Linked DNA regions of Mus musculus: region 1 is linked to region 2. Evidence: chromatin contacts called from public Hi-C data. All regions are on one chromosome and are shown on one strand. Each heading gives the region's core, a stretch centred on a gene start, on an enhancer-like site or on the middle of the called end of the contact. The rest is flanking DNA. Distances are from core to core; before and after follow the strand shown.

Region 1 (4,306 bases), core at 795-3,294, 89 kb before region 2:
TATTCATTTGTTTGTTTGTTTGTGTAATCTTGTTTCTCTAAAACCAAAGTCTCAGTAAGCCTAGAGAGCTATATGTCACACTAACTACTTAGAGTTCCAGCTGCACATCTGCAGGAGCTCAACAAGCCCTTGGTGAAGGAGTGAACTATTCCTCTATTTTATGGTCCACTGACCATAGACAATGCCCCCATCTACACAGAAATTAGCACTGAGGATGTGCCAAACTCCATCTCTCAACCAGCTTGCTGCCAGCTAGCCAAAAGCATGACTACGCATGCTCACCCATGCATTTTAACACTTTTCTGAAGAAACTTTGTAGTTTTAGAAAGCTTCATATACTTTTACTGGCCCAAACAGTCCAACAGCTAGCACGAGATACATTCCGTGAACCTAAATCAACTTTCATTTAACATTGCTTACTTTACTTAAACTCTCTATATTAGAAAGACTGAACTGAGAAACCCACAGCCATTAATCCAGATCTCAAACATGGGGCACACAAAGGCAATAAAACAGATTTCAAAGATCATTGCTTGGGAATGACGGATCTGCACCGCCAGTCACTTCTCAGGGTTTACATTCGGACTGCCTCTGATGATTGATTGACATTTTAGGGGCATCAGATCTTTAGGATTATGGCTTGATTTTCTACTTCTTGCCTTTTCCCAAAGGACTGGTTTGGAAAGATCAAATATTTCAAGATAACTCTGATACCGGTTGAATATAATTCGAAAATGAATTTCAGATAGACAGGTTTGTTCTGTGATAAGCAGATGTACATCACGGTGACATAATTGCTTTGGCACACATCCTTCTTCTACAGTCTTCCTTCTAGCCAGGTCTCTTAACATGTATGGGCCAATCTATTGCAGTGGCGAGACCCCCTCTTTCCTTCCCTTCATCTCAAGGTATTTCCTTAGTGCCCAAAACCATGGTCAGAAAGCTACAAAGGTGATACTTTCTTAAAAAGCTAGAATTTGGAGTGGGTGGGTTCCTGGTGGCTTAGTTTCAAGTTCATGCTACCTGGCTATAATTAAATCTTTTCTTCTTCTATATCTGATCAAGCCCTGCACCTTGCCTCACAACTCCAATTCATTTGTGTCTCCTCACTGTCCCAGCATGAAAACCCTGGTTTAATCCCAATCTTCCATACTTGACTTTACACTGGAGCTCAGGAACACAGGCAACTAGACTATACCCTACGGATGGATCTCTGACTACTGAACTAAATTCCTAAATTAGGTTAAGGATCCAGCTGTGTGATAGTAATACAGAGTGATCCGGGCCTGGACAAAATAGCATCCAGTGTGAGACAAGATGTGCCAAAGATCCATTTTAAGTTAAGAAAGCCCCTCCTGGAATGGGTGGGCAAATGGAAGTGCTCAGAGAGGAACTGGTGTGCTGAGCGGAAGGAGGGTAGGCTAAGTTCAGCCTCAAGACACACAACAGGATTCAGTACCTTTGCTCTTTTTTGGAGAAGAATTAGGTTTTGGATCTGATATTTCCTTTTAGAACCGTAAATTCCTTTCTACATTTCTCTGCACAATGAAAGTCCAATGAAAGACTGAGGAATGAGGACTCAGAAACCTGCTCCTTTAAAATATCTTACTCACTTTGGCAAGGAATGAAAGGCAGATAAGTTGATACATATATTCAATCAGTGTATATGACTTGCCATAATCCCACTGGATGAAGACAGAGATTCAAGTTAAGAACTGAAGTTGTACTTAGTAGAAGGCAAATGGATATTTACGGAGAAGCAGGTGTGCACACTGAGGAGGTCTTTTTTTTTCTTTTCTGGCAGTCTTATATCTAAGTCAGCATCCTGTAATAAGGAAGAGCTTAGCATCAGATCACAAGAGGACCAGCCAACCTCACAAGGTTTATTGCCAGCTCAGGTGCATGTGACTGTCATTATTTTTCACATATGAACAGGTTTCCGTCCTAAGAGCAGAAATTGTGACTATCTGTCCCTGCAAATACTTGCCAACCAGTCCAGAGGTGACCTGTGAGCTTCCTTTCTACCTGTTTCATCACTCAGGAGAATCATTTACCAAATAGGAGGTGGCCCAGCTTTGTGCATGCCTTGGGAAGGTGACTTCAGAGAACACAGAGAACCTGAGCAATAATTTTTACTGCTTTAGGTTTTCCATAGCTGTCACGAGGCAGTGGGGTAATTAGCGGTCAAACTCTTCAGTGTAGCAGTCCTCTCGGAAAGTCCTTAGGTCAGATCATTTTTCCAGGTCAGGTCACTTCTCCTGAGACTCTGGAAAGCCCAGTCTCACTGGCGGAAATGAGGAGGGGAGTACATTGTGCAGTTAACATTAGCTTCCTCTGGGCATTACCCTGTCTTGTACCTCCAAGTCTGTGTACGACCAGGTCACCCAGAAGAGGCACATAAACTTCTAAGAGGCACATAAGCAGCATATTTCTAGATCTTTATTCCATTCCATTCTTTCACTGAACAATTTAAAAAGCAGCTATTTTTTTTTATACTCTGTATATAACAACTTTAAAAACTGAAAGCAACTCTGGAGATTCATCTCCAAAGCTTATTAGAAAACATTTCTGTCTTTGTGATTTTACCCCAATTCTAGGCTGAGTTTTAGACATATGTGGAATCTGATCGTGGAAAGCAAGCAGATCCCACGGTGTCACACATCTGTCCTTATTACTTAGCCATAAGGATAAACAAATCAATGCAATGAGAGAGATAACGTGGGACAGATTAAGAATGATTATGTTCATTAAAACATTAAAGTCAAGGAACTTTAGTTAGTTTTTACTTTGCATCTTTGTAGGGTTTAAAGTTATCTGTGATGATTCTTAGCTCTAAGACTTCCCTTTTGTGATCTAAGGGGACCTGGAGTTACCCATGTCACAGTGCGCACAGCGATCATTCACTATTTAATCCAGACTGGGCTAAGACCTGTTTTACCAGGCGAATTGTGTATTCATCTGAGGTTTGGAAGAAAACAGGAAATGAACTTGGATTCTATCTTTAATTTAGGAAAAAGACTTTTTCAACTAAAAAATAAATATTAAGATGTCATTTAAAACAGTCCTTGGAAGAAATGATGAACAGAAATATCTGTAACCCTGAGCAGGGGTAGTTTTAGGTGAAGTCAAGCAGCACGAATCCAGGGACGGGAAAGCAGTGAGAAGAACTGCACAGCACAGGAAGAGCATGAGAAACGAAGGAGGCAAATCACCGGCCTGTGGAGACTGGGGGGCTGGGCGGAGGATTGCAGCTATACCTGGGAAATAATAGTTTGATTAACTATGAAGAGAATGATAGTTTAGAAATAATTTAACACCTAACTAAAGAAGATAGCACAACATGTATAACATCACGGTCATCAGGCCACTCGTATTACAGGATGTGTCACTGAAGATCTCAGAATTAGGAGTCCAGCAATGCCAAATGACCGTAATGATGTAGTCAGTTTTAGTGAACAGTTTGGAAGTTCATTTTATTCATACATATTTACCACAAGACCAAATATTACTGAGAGATTTTCCAGGGGTAAAGGCAACAGATGGAAATCAGTTGATGCCAGGACAGGGGAAGGCAGTTTTCTTCAGTGGAGTTACAGTGGGACATATCAACCTTAACCCTAGGCAGGCCTGATGCTCAGGAGTAGTCCCAACACAAACTGGAATCCACTGTTCTATTTTCATTTATGTGTGGGTTTTTTCTCTTAAGAATGATCTAGAACATGGAGTTGGGTAGGTAGAGAGGTGGGGAGGGTCTGGAAGGAGTTGGGGGAAGGGAAGCTAAATGACAGAAATATATTTATGGAACTCTCAAAGAATAAATTTTAAAAACATGATTTCAAAATAAGCTAAATGAACTTATGAAGAGCCATCCAGGGACAGTGTACAAACATATGAAAGTTATTCATAGGATATGTCTATAATGACATATGACTGGGTAGTAAGAAGAAGAGCTATACATTAGCAGGCACACGGACAAATGCATCATTGTGCTGCTTGGAAGATACAAGAGGCAAAAGACTGCGTGTATCTGATCATCTGCACGAGATCCTTGCAAATGGGACAGAATAGGAATGAAAGAAACCAGATCACTGTTTGACAGGGACCAGGAAAAAGGGGGAGGAGTCATTGGGGATAAGGATGCATTTTTATTACAGTCATTATAAGACATATATGTAGGCCAGAACTCATCAACCGTACATTTACAGACATTTGCAACTGTACAGTACAAAAGCACTTATATAAAATTGCTGAGAAAAGTGTAAGCTTGTGTGACAATATCATCCATAAAGGGCCCTTCCCTCCTCCT
Region 2 (4,597 bases), core at 1,842-4,341:
GAATCTAGTATGAAGGTGCACAATCTATGCACTGTCTAGAAGAAATGCTGCAGACTGGGGATACAGGCATTAATCATCAAAGAACTTATATCTAATAAAAGAAAGGAGGTCAGTATCAATATTTATAATGGAAGAGTAGGCCAAGTGATTGACCACCTGACCAACACAGATCTTCATCCCCAGGGTAGACCTCTGCACTTCACAGCCAAGCGCTATGGTTTCAGGCCCCACCCATCCTTTTCCTCCACTCTTAGGAGTCTGAGTCCTTTGCAGGGCTGGGTACACCTAAAGAACCTGGATGTGGTTAAATATGACAGCAGTGTTCTCAGTCACCAGGTAAGTTAGAATCTGGAGGTTCTAAGTTGCACGTGGGAGTCCTGCACTCAGATTCAGCCAGTGTCCTAAACCAATGGCATGGCGCTCTAGACACAGAGAATTGCTTTTCTGACACTCTCTTTTGATTAAAATTCCCTTAAAGAAAGCTTTAGCTCACGCTGCCTCAGTTTTGCCTCACTGGCAGGCTCACAGAGAATAAACTCACCCTCTGGCCCCCTTCCTGTGGTCACAGCTGTGAGATGTTTGAGGAATGTCTGTTTTCACATTCTCACTGGGGAAGCAATGGTGCTTTCTGGGTGAGGGTGCTTTTCTTAGTCATTAGTATTTGACTAATGCCAGAAATTGCAGTGCTAATATCATGCTGCTTGTCCTGTTGCCTGAGAGATTTAAGTTTGCTACATGAAAATAGCAATTTGAAGAGATGAAAGTTTAACACATGCTATAAATAGCAGCCGGCACTCTTGTCATTAGAGTTAAGTACAGTGACACACCCACTTCTCTTTCCATTGTCTGTCATTAACTATTATATCTGCAGTGAAACTTGTTTCTAGTACAGTCAGAAGGAACAGTGAAACCATGGAACCATCCAAAGATCCGTGAAAGAATGCATTCTCTTTCCCACGCCAAGAACAAACCTGACTCTCCATGGTTCCTACACACTAAAGCTCCCTGAGCTCTTAGGTTTGGCCTGTACCAACTCATATCCTCTTCCACCTTCCTTGAGATATAAATTTTATAACTTGTCTCATATATAGCAGATATATGGAGATATGATCTCACGGACAGAATAGTCACGGAAAGGCATTGCTTCCTTGAGTTTATGAATGAGTAATTTTTTCTATATTTACAAATCATAAAACTGACTTCTGTGAATATCCAAAGAGCACACCTTATTCTTTTCTAAGCTTCTTCGTTAACCTTAGGAGTGAAGTGCTTTTACAGAAGTCTTCCTTCTGTGCCCTCAAGGTTGAATATTTTTAGAGTTGGCATCTTTTTGTAAGAACTCAGTGGTTATTCTCTAAATATATCTATTTCTAAAGCAGAAAGAATCCTTAAAAAAAACCCTGGCAATGAGAGAGAATTGCCTTATCATACTTATGAAGTGCATGGGTATTTATTTTCACATACATTCTATTGCAACATAATTGCACACAGAAAAATACAGACAACAATATAATAACCACTCACAAGTCATGGCTAGAACTAACCATGCTAACACCTGGGAACACCTGCCACATTTTCTTATAGTTCTTTTCTTCTGTTTCAAGTTATTTTAACATAAAAATCCTAGGTCCAACTGGGAAGTATTTTAGAGTAAGTGCTCAACTGACTTTGTTTCCTATCCTCATGATTGGCATAAAGTTGACGATATGATAGATGTTCAGTAAGTGTTTATTGAATAAGTGAATGATTAAAACCTTTTCTCTCAAAATCAGTCTTCCTTTTTTTACTATGTGTTCTCTTTGGAGTCTCATTGGCTAATAAATGGTCTAATTGTTTCTCCCTTTTTCTTCTTTCCCACAAGGTACACGAATGTCCTGATTATTATTATTCAGCAGCCAGCGGTCCTTGGGTGCTGACTTCTGTTCCTGGCCTCTCTTGTGACCTGAGAGGATGCATCACCCACTATTGGTGGCCATGACTGCTGTTCTACCAAGAGGCCACAGCTTCTTGGCCTCCCTTTTCCATCCCATTACTCTCTGCTTCTCACACTTCTGTGTCCTTCTCAGTCCCAGTCAATAGTTATGGTTTTTGGAGAGCTGACTGCCTGGCAAGGGTATAGAGAGGTGGAAGAGCTCTTAACAGTGCGTTTTCTCGAGAGCAAACATTCCTTAGGAGAAATGTCACACTCATGAGAGGTAAAGGGAAAAAAAGATTTTCCCCTTTTGGTAACTACTTCAAATAAGGCCCCTGCTTTCCACACACATCCATAGCAACTCATGTTTATGCCGAACTCACCACAATACTCATGAGATCTGACTATTTGTTTCACTCTCCAACTACAGGGTGTTGGCAAACAGGGTCTATAGTATTCACCATGGTACTCAACCTCTAGAGTGTTTCAGTGCATCAGTCACTGAGCACAGATTGTAAAACTGAAGAAAGCATGGAGAGCCAGGGCTTCTTCACTGTTTTAATATATTATGAATAGTATCCATCCACAAAGACAAAATACATTTCTCAATATGAGAATAACTTGAGCACCCTGCAGCTCATTACAAATAGCTTTTATTCCATTTAACCTAACATCCAAAAGAGCTAGCCAATAGAACTTGATGGCAGAAACTTAAGACAATATGATGTCCAGGAATATACAACATTTTTTTGTGATTGAAACATAAAGATTTATACCACTTATGCGTATATGTTTACATCATCACAATGTCTTGTTGAGAGAATTTAATAATTAAATATGATTGGCATCTCTGGAGACTGTTTACTGTTATACCCAGATAGGGACATAGCTCCCCTGTAACAAAAATGAAGACTGTTCCTGAAGCAGGAACATCTCAGTCTCCCAGGCAGACAGCCAGATCAAAACCATTATGTCTGGATGTGTGTTTATCCTTGGTTTGCCACCTTAAGACTTATAGCCATAAAGCTACCTTAATGTTCGGGAATGCCCTGTAATGAATTTAAGCTCCAGCACAAGGGAGTTCCCAGAAGAGGTTCCAGACGTGGAGCTGAGCAGAGTCCAGGTCTTTAACACCTGACATATTTTCACACTCTGTCCTCAGAGGGACCTTAAAAGTCAATCATCAACAAAGTCAGGAAGATTTAGTAAGAGCGTAAGAGCTGGATCATGGGTTCATCTGTTCTCCTTTATAGGTGTGCTTTGCTTTTATAAGAGGGAGCATGCGTGTCTGGGGTCTAATTAATGGTTTGTAGCCTAAGGCCTACAAGAAGACTTTGTAAGTTATTGAATCTCTTTGAGCCTAAATTTATTGATTATATAATGGGAAAAAATAACAGACGATAGTACCACACAGATTGTCACGAAGATGAAACCCGTTGCTGTATCTAGAACGGTTGGAGGGTGTTTGGCACCCGAGTGCTAGCTGTTGTTAGCTCTCAGTGGCTATTGCGTCACTGTAACATTCCAGTCCTCTTACGTTATGATTATCCTGGCTTGTGACATTAAGTGGAATAGGGAAGGGAAAAGCACCAGTGCAGAAGGGGTACTGCCTTGTCCCCTAGAGTGATGGAGGTTTTGTAATAAAGTGAAGGAACTGATTTGAGCAGAAATTCCCGTAGAGACTGGAGCACCGGGAGGAACAGGAGCAGCACCCCACCTCAGCTGACAAGGTCCCAAGTGTCCTGGCTACTATAGAAAGTGAGGGACCACTTCACAGGATATTAACCAGTATTAACCCTAGCATAACCAGAAAAAGTCAGGTTTTCTACTCAGTGCTTGATAGTCCTCTAGACTCACCAGTGTGATTAATGATAACTCTAGCCTTTGGCTGGGGGTCTGAAAGCACAAGGCCCAGGCTTTGCTCAGGCCCAGGCTCCCAGGTCTGCTCTAAAACTGCTAAGCCTGAGCTCGCAAAATCAATATAGCCTTCCCAGAGTTGTTCTTACTAGCCTTTTTTTGAAACCTTGATTTGAAATAATTTCTTCTGTTTATTTCTAGAACTTCTGATTTCCTCTTACCTCTCTGGCCTATTCCCTTGCTTAACCACGTTTCTGAGGATCTCCACATCTCTAGTCACTGGGATTCTTCAGCATTTTGTTCTGGATTCCTTCCTTCCTTCCTCTCCCTCTCCCTCTCCCTCTCCCTCTCCCTCTCCCTCTCCCTCTCCCTCTCCCTCTCCCTCTCCCTCTCCCTCTCCCTCTCCCTCTCCCTCTCCCTCTCCCTCCCCCTCCCCCTCCCCCTCCCCCTCTCCCTCCCCCTCCCCCTCTCCCTCCCCCTCCCCCTCTCCCTCTCCTTCCCCCTCCCCTCCCCTCCCCCTCCCCCCTCTCCCTCCTTTCTTTCTGTCTCTGTGTGACTCTCTGTCTCAATCTGTCTCTGTCTATCTTTATCTGTATCTGTCTGTCTCTCTGTCTCTCTTGCTGCATATATTTAGTCTATCCTTTAGATTGTAAACTCTGTGTAAATGACAGATCTTACATGAGTCTTCATTGGTATTTTTACCATAAGAATTCATTCACTTCCTGACTGACTGCCACATGTGGCTATTTCTAACCTAGCAAGTGCATAAGCTGGCTTTAAATCTCTCTATTAGCCAGACACGGTGGAGCACAACCTCAGCAGAGGCAG

What was found. A called contact is a pair of places that touch in the nucleus more often than the background predicts.
Region 1: a Hi-C map of liver shows a contact between it and region 2, with 5 times the contacts expected there. The contact joins two enhancer-like sites. A contact is called at or near these places in 6 of 39 promoter capture datasets (the 3T3-L1 cell line, 3T3-L1-derived adipocytes, embryonic stem cells and 1 more), 1 of 15 datasets of contacts at CTCF or cohesin (the NIH/3T3 cell line), 38 of 484 Hi-C or Micro-C datasets (3T3-L1-derived adipocytes, the AML12 cell line, the C2C12 cell line and 21 more) and 7 of 115 datasets of contacts at active chromatin or transcription factors (bone marrow-derived dendritic cells, embryonic stem cells, hepatocytes and 2 more).

What each region holds. Positions count from the first base shown.
Region 1 is chr5:91,291,054-91,295,359 of GRCm38.p6, reverse strand. No RefSeq gene overlaps it. Among named protein-coding and RNA genes, the nearest start is that of Gm19619, 10 kb to the right of the region's middle. Within about 2 kb of position 2,044, at least 21 of the 459 cell types and tissues checked have an H3K27ac peak or open chromatin away from gene starts, as enhancers often do. A contact at or near this core is called in hepatocytes and liver, where this site is marked.
Region 2 is chr5:91,203,260-91,207,856 of GRCm38.p6, reverse strand. No RefSeq gene overlaps it. Among named protein-coding and RNA genes, the nearest start is that of Gm23092, 12 kb to the left of the region's middle. Within about 2 kb of position 3,091, at least 19 of the 459 cell types and tissues checked have an H3K27ac peak or open chromatin away from gene starts, as enhancers often do. A contact at or near this core is called in hepatocytes and liver, where this site is marked.